Linked DNA regions of Mus musculus: regions 2 and 3 are each linked to region 1. A link is a contact called in public promoter capture Hi-C data. All regions are on one chromosome and are shown on one strand. Each heading gives the region's core, a stretch centred on a gene start, on an enhancer-like site or on the middle of the called end of the contact. The rest is flanking DNA. Distances are from core to core; before and after follow the strand shown. Region 1 holds the start of Gdpd5 (glycerophosphodiester phosphodiesterase domain containing 5). Region 2 holds the start of Tpbgl (trophoblast glycoprotein-like). Region 3 holds the start of Mogat2 (monoacylglycerol O-acyltransferase 2).

Region 1 (5,153 bases), core at 1,936-4,435:
GGGTCCTGTCCCATCCCTTGTCCTTAGAAGCTTCTAACTGGGTTGGGAAACTGACTCTCATTGCCCTAATCCCTGGGCATAAATTACAAGAGGGGGGCAAGACTTCCATTGCAACAGAGCCCACAATGCTGCCCACTGAGAGACCTGGAGAGGCTTCCTGGAGAAGCCTTTAGGGATGGGGCATTCCCCTGGTGGAAAGGGACACACGCAAAGACTTTGAACTGGTGGAGATAGAGACCAAGGTGGAAAGGCATCCAGAATCTGCAGGTGCAGTGAGCTCAGCTGAGCCCACCAACTGCTCTAGACAGTGTGCTGCACAAGGATAGGATCACCTCTGCCTGTTAAGTCTTAGTACCCACCCATCCCCACCCCACCCCTGCCACCACCGAGCACGGTGCCTTCCCATCACGCACAGAGTGCAAAGTTATCCAGTGAAGAGAGTTTATACACCAAGGTGGCCTATTTAGAGAAGGAATGCAAAGTGACTGATAACTGTCAGCCTGCAAGCGAGTGTCCATCTAGGACGAGAACACAAAGTGCCCTCTGCACGGACACTGCGGAGCGGCATCTGCAGATCGCTCTGGCTAGATGCACAAGGCTCTCAGGAGCCGTGGGGTGCACAGAAGGCTACTGTCTCCTGTCAGCCTCCAGGCATGGCTTCCAAGCCAGGCCATGCACTGACAGCCTCCCAGACAAAGCCACCACCAATCATCCACTGTCACTCTGTGGCCTCCCTCACCACAAAAGGCCAGATTGCCCCAGATCAGAAAACTCCTTCTCCTCCATAGGGGCAGCCAGAGGGCAAACGTGGGTGTTTTGAGACCTGAGCAGCCGTTCACCACTTGCTGACCTTAAGTGGGCCTCAGGAGTCATCGAGGAAGCTGTGTTCTGAAAAGCTTTTTTCTTTTGGACATTCTGTCCATCTGACCTCCTGAAGAGGCTGTCCTAACAGCCAGACAGCTCTACTCTGAGAACCTCATTCATTCATCTTCTAACGCTGAGGTCTCTCAAGGGCCATGGTGGGTGGGGACATACATCCACAGAGTAGCTCCCAGCCATGAAGGGGGAGGGAAATGAGGCATGAACATTCTTAAAGAATCTTCCATGTAAGCAAATCAGACTAAAGGCTGCCTGGGAGTTCAGGATGGCATCTCAGAGAAGGTGACATTTGTGACTCAATTACTGAGTCTAGGCAAGGCTCTAGGACACAGCAGTCAGGCAAGCTGATGAGCACTGGCTCTCCAACTCTCACCTCAGTCCTGCAGGGGAGCAGGAATAAACTCAAGGTGGGATTCACGACAGTCCAGGAGGACCATAAGGGCAGCCACTCGGAGGAACTGTGTAGGGATGATGTTCATTGTTAGCGAATCTGAGAGAGGTGTGAGGGAGGGGGGGGGGGAGAAGAGGTGGAAAGACAAGGAGCTACAATAGCAGGCTAAGAGTTCAGGGCTCCGTGGGGCTGACAACTGAAGGCTGACGGTTCTTGGCCAAGGGGAAGGTATACGAGATCTTGGCACCCTTACCAAGTGTGATATGGATAGCTTCAATCCTCAGGCAGGCCCTTGCCACTCCCCTAGGCGCTGTGTTTTAAGGACACTTGTTTCCCTACAGAACTCCATCATGTTGACAGTGTGCTGAAAACTTCTCACAGCCCTCTGCTAATGGAATCCAAACTCCAAGCTCCTCCTAGTTTGATCTCATCAGCATCCAGCTGGGCTGTGGGCTCAGGAGGATCTTAAGAGATCTTTGGTCCTTTGGATAAGTCTGAACTCCCTTCTACCTGCCTCGCTGGAATCTCCCACTTTGACTTTTGCTCTACTGCTGCCAGGATTTCTCAGGAGCACGGTCAACTCCTACTAACCTTGCTAGCTTTTTTTGACCTCAGTTTGCCTGTAACCTGCTCAGGGAAGCCTCTGCTAACCAATACGAGGCAGAGATCTCTGGAGGTGTCCTTTGTAAGTGCTGTTGTTTCTGTCAGGAAAGCCATTCCTTTGGTCTTCTAAGCCCATGTGGTTCCTCACTCATTCGACTGTCAAGTTGCAGTGTCTTGAGTTTCTTTAAGGTGGTATTATTATGTCTTGTGAGACAGGCTCACACTGGCTTCCATTCACTGTGTAGTCAAGGATGACCTTGGCATCGCCTTAGGAGGCTAAAGCCATCTTCCAGAGCCAGTCTAGTCCAGGAATGTCACAGAGTTGGTGGATAGAATCCTATACCAGCAACAGCAATCTGGAAAACACCATGCGCCCCCTACAGTCTTGGTCCACAGCAGTGACAAAGGGGTTTCACGCAGAAAATTGATTTGAGGCTTGCAGATGAACCTGGGCTGGGCTGCCTCATCCTAGGGCTCCCCAAGCCAATTAGTGACTTAAGCCCTGCCCACGCGCACTCGCAACACTCATTCATATATCAAACCCTTCACTCCTGTTCGGTGCCTCACACAGGACGCTGGATACTTCAAAGACAGGGAGGGGTGGGGAAGGTGCACAGCCGACAGAAGTCACGATTCGAAGTGAGCTGTCCTCACACACCTCCGCTCATATTTTTGAAACTGATAACGACGTTCCTCCCTGAGCCGCAGAACTCTGGGAAAGGGGAAGTGTGGGAAACAGATCTGCTTTTTATTTTTACAAACTTTTTTGCATCGCTTCCTAAAATCAGAGCCTTGCACTGCTCCCAAATGCTACTCAGTGCAAGGAGCCCTAGCAGCGGGGAGGAGCAAGAGGCTGGCTGTATCACGCTACGCCCCAGGTTCCGCCATCCAGGGACATCCCAGTCCTAACCTCGCCTCCTCCATGCTTCGCCCTTTCCCACTGCTGGCCTCGTGCTCAGTCACAGTCAACCCAGGCCCCCGAGCCCACCATCTTGATCTCCAGGCGGCTGGCTCGCTTGCTACGCGCAGCTTTCATTGTCCTTCTCCAGCGGCACCAGACCACGCTCAGCAGAGTTCCACCCCTCTTCCACTCTCCCATTGGCTCTTGCTGCCCAACTGCGCCGGGGACCGGCCTAGCAGTGTCTCTCACGCCCCGCCTTTGCTCCCGGCCCGGCCAGGGGCGGGGTTTCTGTTGGTCCCACCCTTTAGGGGAGGGGCCAAGCTCGCAGGCGCTCCGGAGCTGTCTCGGCAGGGCTCGGCTCGGCTCGGCTCGGCTCGGCTCGGTTTGCAGCTCGGGTGGGGGTGGGCGGCTAGGGTGACAGCGGCAGTAGCAGAGGCTGCGGCGCGAGGCTGAGCAAGCGGTGAGCGGGGAGCCGGTAAGAGGAGGAAGTGGAGCGGCGGCCCGGAGCTCTGGAGTCCGCTGCCGGCACAGGTCCGCCCAGATTTGCAGAGTGAGCGGCGTCGGGACCTGGGCAGACTTCTTCGCCTTGCTCCGGCCGCTGGCGCTCCGCCTGCCCTGCCCTGCCCTGCCCTGCTTGTCCGAGCCCCGCATTCCGCGCCTGGACTTTCCTAGCCCCGTGGTCTGGAGCTGCTGGGACGTTCGAGCCCCGGCCTTGATCCGGAGTTCCGAGACGGGACGTTCTCGGCCCCATCATACTGACCCATCTCTGCTGGAGTGTCCTCCGCCCCCTGGTCGGCGCAAGGTGGCCCCAGCTCTGGGACTTGAGTGTAGAGGAGCCGGGACGCCCACCGGCCTCCAGCTCCTGGAGAACCAAATCTTCAGCTGCCTTGGACCGAACTGCTCCGGACTTGAAACTGTACTGGCACCGCCCGGGTCCAGCGCACCGTGAGGGGTCCCAAGCAGGCAGAACAGTCGGACCGAACCCCTGGGCGAGTCGAAGCTGCCACCTTTCTCCGCCCTAGGTTAAGGATCTTGGGGTGCTTGCTCCCAGGGGAACACAGGGGCTTCTCCTGCCACAGTCTCCAGCGAGCGGAGGTTGCAGGTGAGAGCCCCGGATGCGCGGCGGGAGCAGTCCCGGGAGCCTTAGAGGCAGGGCCCGGGTCAGCGGAGGGCGTGGAGGGGACACGGGCAGAGAGTGAACTGTTTAGGAGAGGGCGCGCGAAAGATAGTAGAGAGAAGCCCGCACTTATTGAGTGCCCATTGTGTGCAGGTCCGAGCCCCGCCCTTGCACAAGTCGTTCCTTATCCAAAGCTCATAGCAACCCCGAGATAAAAGCTATTGTGTATTGTTATGGGCGCAGACAGTTGGGGAAACTGAGGCGTGGCAGGGTTGAGGTCCTCTGCCTTCCATGTTGAGGATTAGACTGGGGAGAAGGGAGAAGATAAAGAGAGAAAGAGCAAAGAGGGAGGGGAGAAGAAAAGAAGTGGATAGCCTGCATGCACGTGAGAGCTTGGCAGGGTGGGGGCCTCTGGGGCATCGAAATCCAGGCACTGGTCCTGAAGCCGAAGAGGTCCTTCTTACCAGCCACTCTTGGGTCATGGGCATGCCACCTCCCAGGAAAGGTGAACCTGCGTTGAAGGCAGGGCTTCCCTGTTCCAAAAGATCTCTTCCCGGGGTCCGGGCTGGAGGGACAACCTGCTTCCCATAGTTAATGTCCCCAAGTTACTGAAGTACTCTTTATCTGTTAAAGGACTCACCATATTGGTCCCCAAGACACAGCCATGTGGAAGCTGGAGCTGTGGTCCCTCAGAACTCAGCCACCTTCCTTTGGCATTATTAATGAGGACACTGAAGACTTGTGGGGGGCACAGTGACCCCAGGTCCTAAAGCCAGTGAGTGGTTGAGAGAGAAGTAGACCTGAAAGATTTCCAAACATCCATCAAGGGGTCTGCTCCCCTTCCTAGTTCACACCTTTTCGGTCTGTGGCTAGGGTTTCCCCAGCCCCAATATGCAGTTGAGGTAAGCGTGTATGAGACTGCAGAGAGTGTGTGTGGTTGGAACTGGGGCTCAAAGAAGCCTGACTCCAGTCTCTATGTGCAAAATGGCCCAGGGCAGACCTTCTCCAGGTCTTAAGGTTAGGGCTGCCGGATCTGGGGACACACAGTCCAGGTGCTTGATTCCCAGGCAGAAGTTCCTCCTGCTCGCTGCCCTGGGATCTTTGTAGGAGAGGGTATTGTGAAAGAGCATTTGGCACGGACTCTGTGGGCTCTTGTTCTGGGTGGGGCTGGGGTGGCATATGGCCTTGGTCTGGGCACTATGGCCCTGGCTGGAACTGGTTAACCTTTGTTGGGCTGGACTCCCTGGAGTGTGGGGAAATTA
Region 2 (5,153 bases), core at 1,332-3,831, 250 kb after region 1:
CTCCCTTCCTCCCTCAAGTCTGCCTATATGCTATGGGGGTGCTTTTACTTGTCCTGCAGGATGGGAGAACATCTCCTAGGAGGGCAGTGGGTAGCACCCCACCATGGGGGAAGAGCCCTCTCTGGCCCCTGGTCAATGAATGGTAAAAGTGCCAGCGATGGATGTCAAGGGGACTGAGAGCCTAAGACTTGGGCCAGGGCATGAAAGTGACTGGGGTGAAGAGCTGACTTTTAGATGGAGGACAAACTCTGTTGGGACATTAGAGCCGCAACAGAAAGGCTAAGGCTTGGATTCTACACCAAGCCTTCCTTGCCCCTGGCATGAAAGAGACAAGGCCGGAGCTGAAACCCAGCCAAGAGCAAGGAATGGAAGGGCCTGAGCTAGAACCAGGGTATGAAGCAAATCAGATTAGAGGAGACCACTGAAAGCCTTCAGATTTGGGTTACATGATGGAGAGCCCAGAGTTCTGAGGTGGGACAAAAAGCTCAAACTTCATAAAAACCTTCCAAAGAGACCAGAAGGGTAGACCCCCCCTCCCCCCAGAACTCTGAGAAAGGGACTGAGGTCTTCTACCCTGGAGCAGGGGTCAGTGCAATCTAGCCAGGGTGTCTGGCTTAAAGCATATAGAAAGGTGGAGAAAGTGCTAGAGATTTCAAAATGGAAGAGCAGGATCTTTGGGTGAGCCTGGACAGGGAGAAGGAATTTCAATTTCAATGGTCCAGTAAGGACCGGCAGGCAGGATTTGTTTCTGAAAACAGATTTCTGGGTTTTTGATCTGGAAACTCTAAGGCCAGGGAAAGAGTACACCTTGGAATTTCTGTATGGGAGAGATACTACGATTGATCCAAAGGTCTCAGAGATCCAAACTCGTAAGTGTGTTATCTCCGGGGCCCAGGCCAGGCAGAGAAAGGCTGCATGGCCCAAGTAAAGTCATCAGCTGATAGGAACAGCCTCCCACTAGGGAGGTGATGCTCAGAGACCCGAGCCTGGAGAAGTGGCCCGGGAGCCGGCAGGGGCGGCCGGAGCAGGCGCGCGGCGTGGGTCTGCATCCTGCTCGTAGCGGTAGTGGTAGCCCTCCATCTGATCTCTGCAGGCCTCGCGCAAATTGTGCATCCAGCGTTGGATGCCGCGGCGGTTTAGGTAGAGCACCATGAGGAAGATGAGGCCGATGAGTGCCAGCACCAGCCCGAAGAAGACGTAAGAGGCTTCCAACTCCGGGCCGGCGACGTCTATCCCTTCCCCGCTCTCGTGTGCATCGCCGTCGGAGCAACCTAGTCGCGCCTCGTCCAGGTCTATCAGAGGCCGGTCCAACAGTACGCGCGGGGAAGCGCAGCGCAGGCGGCGCGCGTCGGGTACGCGCTCGGTGGCGTTGTGCAGCCAGGCCAGCAGGGGGCGCGAGGTGCACCCACAGCTCAGTGGGTTGTCCGCCAGCAGCAGGCGCGGCTGGGGCAGGTCGCCATCGCGCTCAAGCGCGCTCAGCTCGTCCGGGCCCAGGCCGGCCAGCGCGTTGACACGCGCATCCAGCTGCTCCAGGCGGGGCAGGCGCAGCGCGGCGAGTGGCAGGCGGCTCAGCGCGTTGCCTACCAAGCCCAGCAGGCGAAGCTCGGCCAGGGGGGCCAGAGCGGCGTCCAGTGCATCCAGCATCCCGGGGCTGCCTCGAGCCAGCGCGTGATTGAGCTGTAGTGAGCGCAGCGCAGGCAGCCCGCGAAAGGCGCGGTAGCCCAGGGCGCGTAGCGGGTTGTGGCTTAGGTCGAGTGCCGCCAGGCTGGGCAACCCGTCGAAGGCACCGTCCTCTACTACCTCGATGTTGTTGTGTGTGAGGCGCAGCGCGGTAAGGAGCGGTAGGCGCACGCCGTCCGTCGCCCCCTCGCCCCCTCCCGCGAAGGCTGCGGCGCGCAGCACGGTCAGGTTGGCGCCCACGATGGTGAGGTTGCGCGCGTCGGGTGGCACGTCCCGGGGCGGCTGCCGGAGCTCCGCGCCCGACGCGCAGCGCAACATTAACCGGGGGCTGCCGAAGCAGTAACACTGGAAGGGACAGGGCGCGGCGGGCCGGCTCAGCGCCGCCGCCAAGAGCAGCAGCCCTGGCAGCGGGCTCCAGAGCCCCCGCTGTCCCGCGCGCGGGGCCATCGCGGCCGTCCCCGCATCCAGCCCCCGGCCCGCAGCGCTCACCAGTGAATTGGGAGCGTTTGGAGATGATGGGATGGGGGTGGCACGGGAAGGTGGCTGTGGGCTAGACCTTGACCCGGAGCAGCTGACAGTTCCGACCGGTCCGTCCTCCAGCTTGTAAAGTCCGAGGAGCCTTCACTTTGATGGCTGGGGGCTACAGGGGTCAGGCGGGGAGCGGAGCCCCCCGCCCTCGCTGCCCTCGTCGCCCTGCGCTCCGGCCTCCGACTTCCGCGGCTGTTCCGGGCTCCGAGCCGAGTGGGCAGGGTTTGCCTCCCCCTCCCCGCCTCCTGGCCGCCTCCTCCGCCCCCAGCGGAGTCTCCGCACCTCCTCGCAAGGGAGGCGGGGTGGGAGGCTCCGGAGATGCAGGCTTAGGGCCGCTGCGCTCTCTTGCTCCCCTGCTCTCTAGTTCACGAGCTGCTGAGAAGTTTGGCTCCCCAAGCTCTGACTTGCTTCTTTCCCCACCCCCTTCGTTTAGGCAGCTTCTTTCCTCCTCCCTCCGAAGCACACGTGGGGCGGGGCCCTCAGGGCTGACCTGGCAGGTGGATCTGTGCACCCAGAGAAGGTGGGAGAGTTTAGAGCTGTCCCTAGAAAAGGAGGCAGGGCTGAGGGGTGGGCTGACAAAGTTACTCTTCTTGTAGTCAAGGAAAGGAGCTGTGCTAAGGGAGCGAGCCTGGAAAATCCCTAGCCTTGGATGTCTCCTTTGCGAACCCAGTTCCCTTAGGCTGTGTCTAAAACTCTGCAGGTCCTGTGTGTCCAGTCTTTTATCGACCCTCTTCTATGTTCTAAAACACCCTCTGTCCCCACATCTCCCGCGCCCTAATTCAGGCTGCTCTGCCTCTGCCAAGACCACTCCCATTGGTTCCACCTTTCAGGCTGGGCCCCTCCTAGGCTCAGGGAGCGGTGGGTGGAGTGATTCAGCTCTTTGCTTGCCCACCCCGCCCCAGCACTGAGTACTGCCAGGATACTGTGCCCCTTCCCCTCCAAATTGCCCTACCAGTCAATATTGAGTGGTGTGCCGGTTGGGGAGAGGGCTCTAGGAGCAGGAAAATCAGGAACTGATTTTGTAGTGGAGGGTGGGGGTGTGGTAAAATCCAGGGCTGAGGTGGGGGCTGAGCTGTTAATAGGCTTGTTTTGTTTTGTTTTGTTTTTCTTTCTTTCTGGGTTTTACTTATTTACTTTTTTTTTCCTCCAGAATTGAGAAGCTCAAGACCTGATTTAAAGAGACAGACTCCAGAGGAGGGAGCATTCCTGGTCTTGGCATGAATTATTCAGGTTGGAGAAGCTGACATTTGATCTGCAGGCCATTCGAGTATCTTACTTGGCAGAGCTGGTTGGGATAGAGGCTCCCCTCCTCCCCATAAGCATCAGTCAGTCTCTTTCTCCTGAACTGAAGACTACTGGTTGGTTTCTTCCCTGAAGTTGCATTTAGAAGATCGACCAGCAAATTGAAACCACTTTCTGAGGCATATCCTGCATTCCCTGGGTCTCAGGCAAATACCAACACTAAGGACCAGGCTGGTGATCTTGCTGGACTCCCTCAGCTCATATTGACCTAGTCCTGTCTCCATGATAACCTCCAGATGCTAGCAGATGACAGTAGTAGCTTTTAGAGCTGGACATGTCTGTATACATGGCCACCTGAGTTTACACACGTGTGCCTCTACACAAAAAGGCAAACTTTACACAAACAGACTTACACATGCCCATGTGTGGTCTATCAAATTTATTCTTACTTGGATGTGCATGCATGTGCACGGGAGGCTTGCACACAGCAGTTCCAAACAAATGTGTCTCACATAGACACATGCAGGCACATTCGTGCCTGTGTACATAGCGGCTTTGAGTGTAACCTGGTATGTGTCCATAGAGTCAGAAGCATACCAAAGTGCTTGAGTGTTCACTCACTGGGCCAACACAGGTTCAACTGCAGCCTTAGAGGGGCAGCTTGCAGACTCTTGTGAAAGTGAATGCGTACAGACGGGGCCCTCTCCTGCTCTGGACTATGTCCTTGGCCTTTGGAGGTCACAGGTACCTTTTCTCATACAGCACAAGTGCTCAAATCATGAGTGACCAGAACAGCCTGCTTCCCCCACTTAACTGCATGGAGACCTGCCTCCAGTCCCTACGGAAGTGTAGACCACTGCCAAGGCCAAAACTCCCTCTCCGGTTTTCATGGTGGCTGCCTTCTCATTGCTGCTGACTGCCTTCTCCGAGGGAGAGGGGTTACATAGTTGCAGGCAGCTTTCATTGACTGGTGTTAAACACCTCAGCTGGGGAAGAGAAGCTTAAGAAGAACGGACATCATTAGGCAAGGGGAGTCGTGTTCTCTGTGTTGTATGAATGAGGGAATTGTTGTGTTCTCTGGAAGAAGGGCTCTCTCCCTTCGGGAGTTGCCAGTGTATTATGTCCAGTAGGTATTTCAATAAATGTCTGTCTGTTTGATGCTGAGGCTGTGTTTGCTCCCTGACTCAGTCAATGGAAGTATCTGCTCTTTGACTATTTGTCTCCTTTGCAATGGTGTTTTCCTGTCTTTGTTTGGAGCTCCGTTTAATGACCAGCGTACTACAACTCTCTTGGGCTTTTTAACCATTAGTACTGGGGACTCTGGATCAATCTGATGCCTGTGTTGTCAGGACACAACTCAGGGCCCAGCATGGAGAAGGAGCCAGGGAATGAACCTTCCCTGAAAGTCTGGCTTGAGGCCAGCTTGCGGAGGATCCTTCATCTATAACTGTACCCGGAGCCCCTCACTTGGATGGTTAAGTGCTTCCTCCCAGCCAGGTTTGGAGCTCAGGTTTCCAAAGATTCTTTGCCATAATAGTCCTCTGGGCCCCAGGATTCCTCCCTCAGCAGTGTGACTGGGAGCCTGTGGGTGGTGAGCTGGCCCTTTCCATGAGCTGAGAGCTAGGCAGGCACTGCATCACATCCAGGCAGACTAACTGGCTGCTGTGTGCCTGGACCATGCTTCAGGGTTTTGGTTTGTTTGT
Region 3 (5,153 bases), core at 1,054-3,553, 140 kb before region 1:
ACCTCTCCAGCACCATGTCTGCCTGCGCGCTGCCAAGCTTCCCTCCATGATGGCAATGGACTGAACCTCTGAACTGTGAGCAAGCCCCACTTAAATGCTTTTCTAAGAGCTACTGTGGTCATGGTGTCTGTTCACAGCAGTGAAACCCTAAGACAGTATCCAAACTCTAATCCTACGTTTATGCAGCAAGTGCTTCACTGACAAACTCATGTCCCCAGCCCAAACCTCACTATTCTGTAAAACTTCCCTTAAGTAGTGGTCTGTGAGCAACACACCATACTGCCTCCGCTTACTTCTCTGTTTTGACACGTGTGTGTATGTTCACCTGTGGGTGGGTGTGTGCACCCACATGTATGCATGAGTGTGAAGGCCAGAGGAAAGCTTTCCACCTTCTTTTGAGACAGTATCTCTCACTAGCCTGAAGATCACCCATTAGGCTAGGCTACCTCCCCAGCAAGCTCTAGGGGTCTTCCTGATTCTGCTAAGATTACAAGTTTGTGTCACCATGCCTGACATTTTTTACAGAGGTTCTGGGGATCAAACTCAGATCCTCATGCCTTGGAGACACTGAGGCCATTCCTTCAGCCCCAAAATCACCGCCATCATCACCAGGTAAAAAATGAGGCAAGACAGCAAATACTTTAGACATTTCAGAATTTGTGACTTAAAACAACAACAAAAAAACCATTTGGGCTGGTCTTGGCCCTGATTTGTTGACTACTGGTGGAGACTCTGGTCGCCTTTGATCTCCCCATCCCCCACACAGCAGGCAAGGGGACCTTTAACACCAGACTGGACCTCGTCACTTCCCTGCTGAGTCTATTGTTCTCCTTTGCCCTCAGGATAAGGGGTAAAGTAAAACTTCCCCCTCTTGGCATGAAAGAGCCCAGAACCCTTTTCTCAAATTGCACCAGTCGGTCCTCTCCTGGCTCAGGGGAGCCCTGATTTCTGTGCTCCACTCCTCGGTCTTGCCAGGTCTATGTAAGAGCAGGCCCAGGCCCAGGCTGCAAGGATGGGGTAGGTTCACCCAGTCAGACATAACTCCTGTCCTCAAGGACACAGGAGGCAACCCGAGCCTGGTGTCCATTAGACCCTGTGAGGTTGTGGCTGTAAACTACATGGCTCTGGGTCTCCGGAGCCCTTTGACCCAAGCCATCCCTGGGCTTAGGTTGCCTGCCCTCTGTTTTCTATACCCGCCATCTCTGTCTTGTATCCACACCTCCTCCCAGGCCCTCTGCCCATCCCCCATCCCTTCTTCCTCTGGAAGGAGCAGTTGCCAGGCTCCTGATTCACAGCCTGGGCCTTTCAAATATGCAATTCCTCTGCTTGGTTGTTACCAGGGGTACTTAAAATGGTAACCGACCCTGGAACAGAGGTACAGACCCATTTAAAATGGGTGCTAAAGGTGTGTGATCCTGGAAAGCCCACTTTGCAGGAATAAACCATATAGATGAAACATTGTGAGGTGGGAACACATACACACGTATACACGTGTGTTACCCGAGGGGTGTGTGTGTGTGTGTGTGTGTGTGTGTGTGTGAAGCATGCACTGAGCATGTGACTGTCTTGACAGGCAGTAGTATCTGGACTCGGGCTGAATCTGAGTCCTGGGGTGGCAGTCCTTCCCCAGTCTAGTACCAACAAAGGAGATAAGGCTCCCTCCCGTGCTCCCAGCCACTCTTCCTTCCCGGTCCACAGCGGTGCTGGAGCATCTACAGGGTGGAGAGGGACAGAGCCACACCTCAGGAGCCAGGTCAGATCTGCCTTTCATAGAAGTTCCCAGCTTTCTGCATTTTCTCTACAAGTTCCCCCATAGGGTGACACTGGCATCCCCACCATGCAGCTGGGGAAGCAGAGGCCGGTCCCTTCTCTCCTGGCCTCAGTTCCAGCTCCCTTTTTCCGAAAGGTAAACTGGAGAGCTTCCCTCTCAGAGGCATAGCCACCCAGCCTCGGGTGCTTCCCCGCCCTCAGCAGCTTGCAGCTAAAGCCTGGATGCAGCGGTCCCAAAAGTCCAGGAAACTGAAGACTGCTTAAGACATGGGAGACATACCCACACGAGGCTCTGGAAGACCCCAGCAAAGCCCCCTCCTGAATCTCTCCATTAAGCATCCTGTGCTCCCGCTGAGGCTGCCCTGCCCTTCCCGTGTGCCCGCGGCTACCCTCTTACCCAAGGCCAGGAAGGAGAAGACCCACTGAAGGACCGCGAAGGTCTGTAACCTGCGCTCCCATGGTACCAACAGGGGGGCGAACTCCACCATGCTGAGCTGGCTCAGGAGGCTCTACACACGGGCTTTGCTCTAGGTTGAAGGGGCAGGGCCAGGCCAGGCCAGCCCCAGTCCAGCCCCAGCCCAGCCCAGCCCAGCCCAGCCCAGCTCCAGGGCCCTCCTGCTCCGCCCACGCCACATCCTTTTTTCCCCGTACCTTGTAATCCCTCTGCCTAGACCAGGCTAAAGGCGGAAGAGAAACCTCTTTCATCCTTATCAGTTCTCTTAGGCAATGCCTTATCTGCCAAACCACTATTCCCACCCTCTAGAATCTGCTCAAGGTAGGGCGCAAAGAGGTGAAACCCCAAGGGCAGTGCTTCTCAACCTATGGGTCACGACCCCAGGGGGTGTCAAATGATCCTTTCACAGGGGTCGCATATCAGATATCCTGAATATCAGATATTCACATTACCATTCATAACAGTAATACAATTACAGTTATGAAGTAACAACACAAATAAGTTTATGGTTGGGGGGGGGGGTCACCACAACATGAGGAACTGTGCTAAGGGGTCGCAGCATCAGGAAGTTGAGAACCACAGCCCAAGGAGACCGGAGTGGTGACCCCTCAGCCCTGCCCAATGATCCCCTCACTTTCTCACAGGTCCACTGCTCTGCTCTTCCTTCACAAACAAGCTGCGACAGTTGGCATCAGAAAGCCCTGTGCCCATATCTCCTCTGTCTGCCTTCCCTCTGTAACTAACCAGTAGAACTCAGCAGGGCTGCGTTCAGGGTCTTTCCATCCCCCACACCGTGTAGGTCCTCAGCTCCACACGTTACACGTTTACAACATTCCACAAACTCTGCTCACAGGTTCAAGCTGACAGTCAGGTTGCTCATCTCCTTTGGTCAGCAGGCTCAGTCACCTTAGATCCTTACACTCTCCCTCCACTTTTGCCTCTCGGCTCCCAAGCTACTTTTCCTAGGACTCCTTTGTTCTGCCTACTGTAGATCAAGCTGGCCTCTAGTCTCTGCCTCCCAAGAGTTGGGATGAGAGGTGAACACCACTAATCCTTGATTCCTCTTGCCCCTTGAAGGTTGTGTTCAGGCTGGTGGCTTGTTTCCTGTCTCTCTGCCCCACGTCTAGACTTGAAGATCCAGGTGGTTCCTTGACCATCCATCATAGCTTGTACGTCTCACTGAACTCAACTTTCATCCCCTGCCTGGGTCAGCTCGACTCTTTCACACCATGGCAAAGGACAACTTCACTTCCTGAGTTGCTGAGGTTATAGCCAGAGTTTCCTTAGAGTTATTGTTTTCCTCCAGCCACACCTGTTGTGTTTTATGTTGAAGAAGAAGAAGAAGAAGAAGAAGAAGAAGAAGAAGAAGAAGAAGAAGAAGAAGAAGAAGAAGAAGAAGAAGAAGAAGAAGAAGAAGAACCAGGGAACCAGGATATGTTTAGCAGAGGCTCAGTATGATGTAGGGGTAGTGCCTCTGCAGGCCTATGCTGAGGTATCCTTTCCCTCTGAGATACCAGCCATACTACTGGTATAGTATAGAATAGAGTTTGTTTAGGGCATAGGGAGGGGATTTTAGGGAGTAGAGACAGAGAAAGGCAGAGACAGAGAGAGACAGAGAGAGAGAAGAAGGAGAAGAAGAAGAAAAAGAAGAGGAGGAGGAGGAAGAGGAGGAGGAGAAGGAGGAAGAAAATGAAGAGGAAGAAGAGAAGGAGAAGGAGAAGGAGAAGGAGAAGGAGAAGGAGAAGGAGAAGGAGAAGGAGAAGGAGAAGAAGAAGAAGAAGAAGAAGAAGAAGAAGAAGAAGAAGAAGAAGAAGAAGAAGAAGAAGAAGAAGAAGAAGAAGAAGAAGAAGAAGCCAGCCACAAACACATGGAGAGAGAAGGGGAGAGGAGCAGGGAGAGAAGGGCTAGAGAAGGAAGAGAGAAGAAGGTCAGAGAGTAAATGGGCAAACACCCCTTTTTATAGTGAGTCAGGTATACCTGGCTGTTGCCAGGTAACTGTGGGCAGAGCCTAGAAGGATTGCTAACAACATCCACCCATCACTACATCTATTCATTCTTCTGAATGTTTCCCTTTGGGTGAAGAGACGGGTCAGTAGTCAAGAGTGCTTACTGTTCTTGCAGAAGACTCAGGTTCTGTTCCCAGCATCCATCTGTTCACAACCACCTGCAGCTCCTGGGGATCTGACACCTCTGCCCTCTGCAGGCACCAGTGGCAGGCGCCAAACAGGAGCTACAGTGGGCAACTGAGCTCCCTGAAATCGGCCCACACCCTTGCTCGGCTATGATGGGTACACTCCAGAAAAGCGTAGCTTTAAAGATTTCATCCCAGGGTTGCCTCTGACTTCTGATGTGCCTTCTCAGGTTTGTCATTGTCCTTCTATTCTTTTGGCTTGGTGTCAGTGGGCAGTGGGAGACCCTCACCACCCATAGCCTAGTGTGATTACTTCCTGGGTGATAGCCTGCTCTGTTGGGCAAATTTCCTTCAGATCAACATGAAGATAAAAGTTTTTGAGGTAATGCTGTTTAGATGAATTAATAGTGACTTATGGAATTCCGGTTTTAGGAAGTTAGCTTGATTTAAGTAATTTTGGGAAGTCAGGGCAGTTGCTAGAAAGTTTAAAGTTAGAATCAGGAATAGACTGTGCCCCTTCTTCATAGACTGCCCAGAGCTGCACGAGTTTGCAAAAGGGGCACAGGGAGCTTTCATGCCTTACAATCATGTAGTTGAAGTAGCAAGAAAAAATAGGCTTGGGACAGGTTAATCATCCAGGGAAGCATTCACTCTAGGTTGGGCCTGAGTTCTCTGATCTTGTGATCTAGGGATGTGGTAACAGGTTGCGGTGTGCACCGTGAAATAGAAAGGTTACGAATAAAGAATAAACAGTTCAATTATGAGTATAAGGGCAGAGAACAGATGACTAGCCAGTCT

The links. Promoter capture Hi-C pulls out the DNA fragments that hold promoters and counts their contacts.
Region 2: a contact with region 1 is called in a promoter capture Hi-C map of embryonic stem cells, with 3 times the contacts expected there. The contact joins the promoter of Tpbgl here to the promoter of Gdpd5 in region 1. A contact is called at or near these places in 7 of 39 promoter capture datasets (embryonic stem cells, fetal liver, hippocampal neurons and 3 more), 2 of 484 Hi-C or Micro-C datasets (the G1E-ER4 cell line and embryonic stem cells) and 1 of 9 other capture datasets (liver).
Region 3: a contact with region 1 is called in a promoter capture Hi-C map of embryonic stem cells, with 3 times the contacts expected there. The contact joins the promoter of Mogat2 here to the promoter of Gdpd5 in region 1. A contact is called at or near these places in 9 of 39 promoter capture datasets (the 3T3-L1 cell line, 3T3-L1-derived adipocytes, the C10 cell line and 5 more), 4 of 15 datasets of contacts at CTCF or cohesin (CD8 T cells, embryonic stem cells, large pre-B cells and 1 more), 43 of 484 Hi-C or Micro-C datasets (the 63-12 cell line, B cells, the C10 cell line and 28 more), 8 of 115 datasets of contacts at active chromatin or transcription factors (the 230-238 cell line, bone marrow-derived dendritic cells, differentiating embryonic stem cells and 5 more) and 3 of 9 other capture datasets (adipose tissue, macrophages and pancreatic islet).

What each region holds. Positions count from the first base shown.
Region 1 is chr7:99,378,333-99,383,485 of GRCm38.p6, forward strand. It overlaps Gdpd5 (glycerophosphodiester phosphodiesterase domain containing 5), which reads left to right and starts at 3,186. Exons shown (of 18, transcript NM_201352.3): 1 at 3,186-3,876.
Region 2 is chr7:99,624,522-99,629,674 of GRCm38.p6, forward strand. It overlaps Tpbgl (trophoblast glycoprotein-like), which reads right to left and starts at 2,582. Exons shown (of 1, transcript NM_001195529.1): 1 at 1-2,582. The coding sequence starts at 2,127. The coding sequence ends at 973.
Region 3 is chr7:99,236,308-99,241,460 of GRCm38.p6, forward strand. Mogat2 (monoacylglycerol O-acyltransferase 2) reads right to left here and starts at 2,304. Exons shown (of 6, transcript NM_177448.4): 1 at 2,168-2,304. The coding sequence starts at 2,258.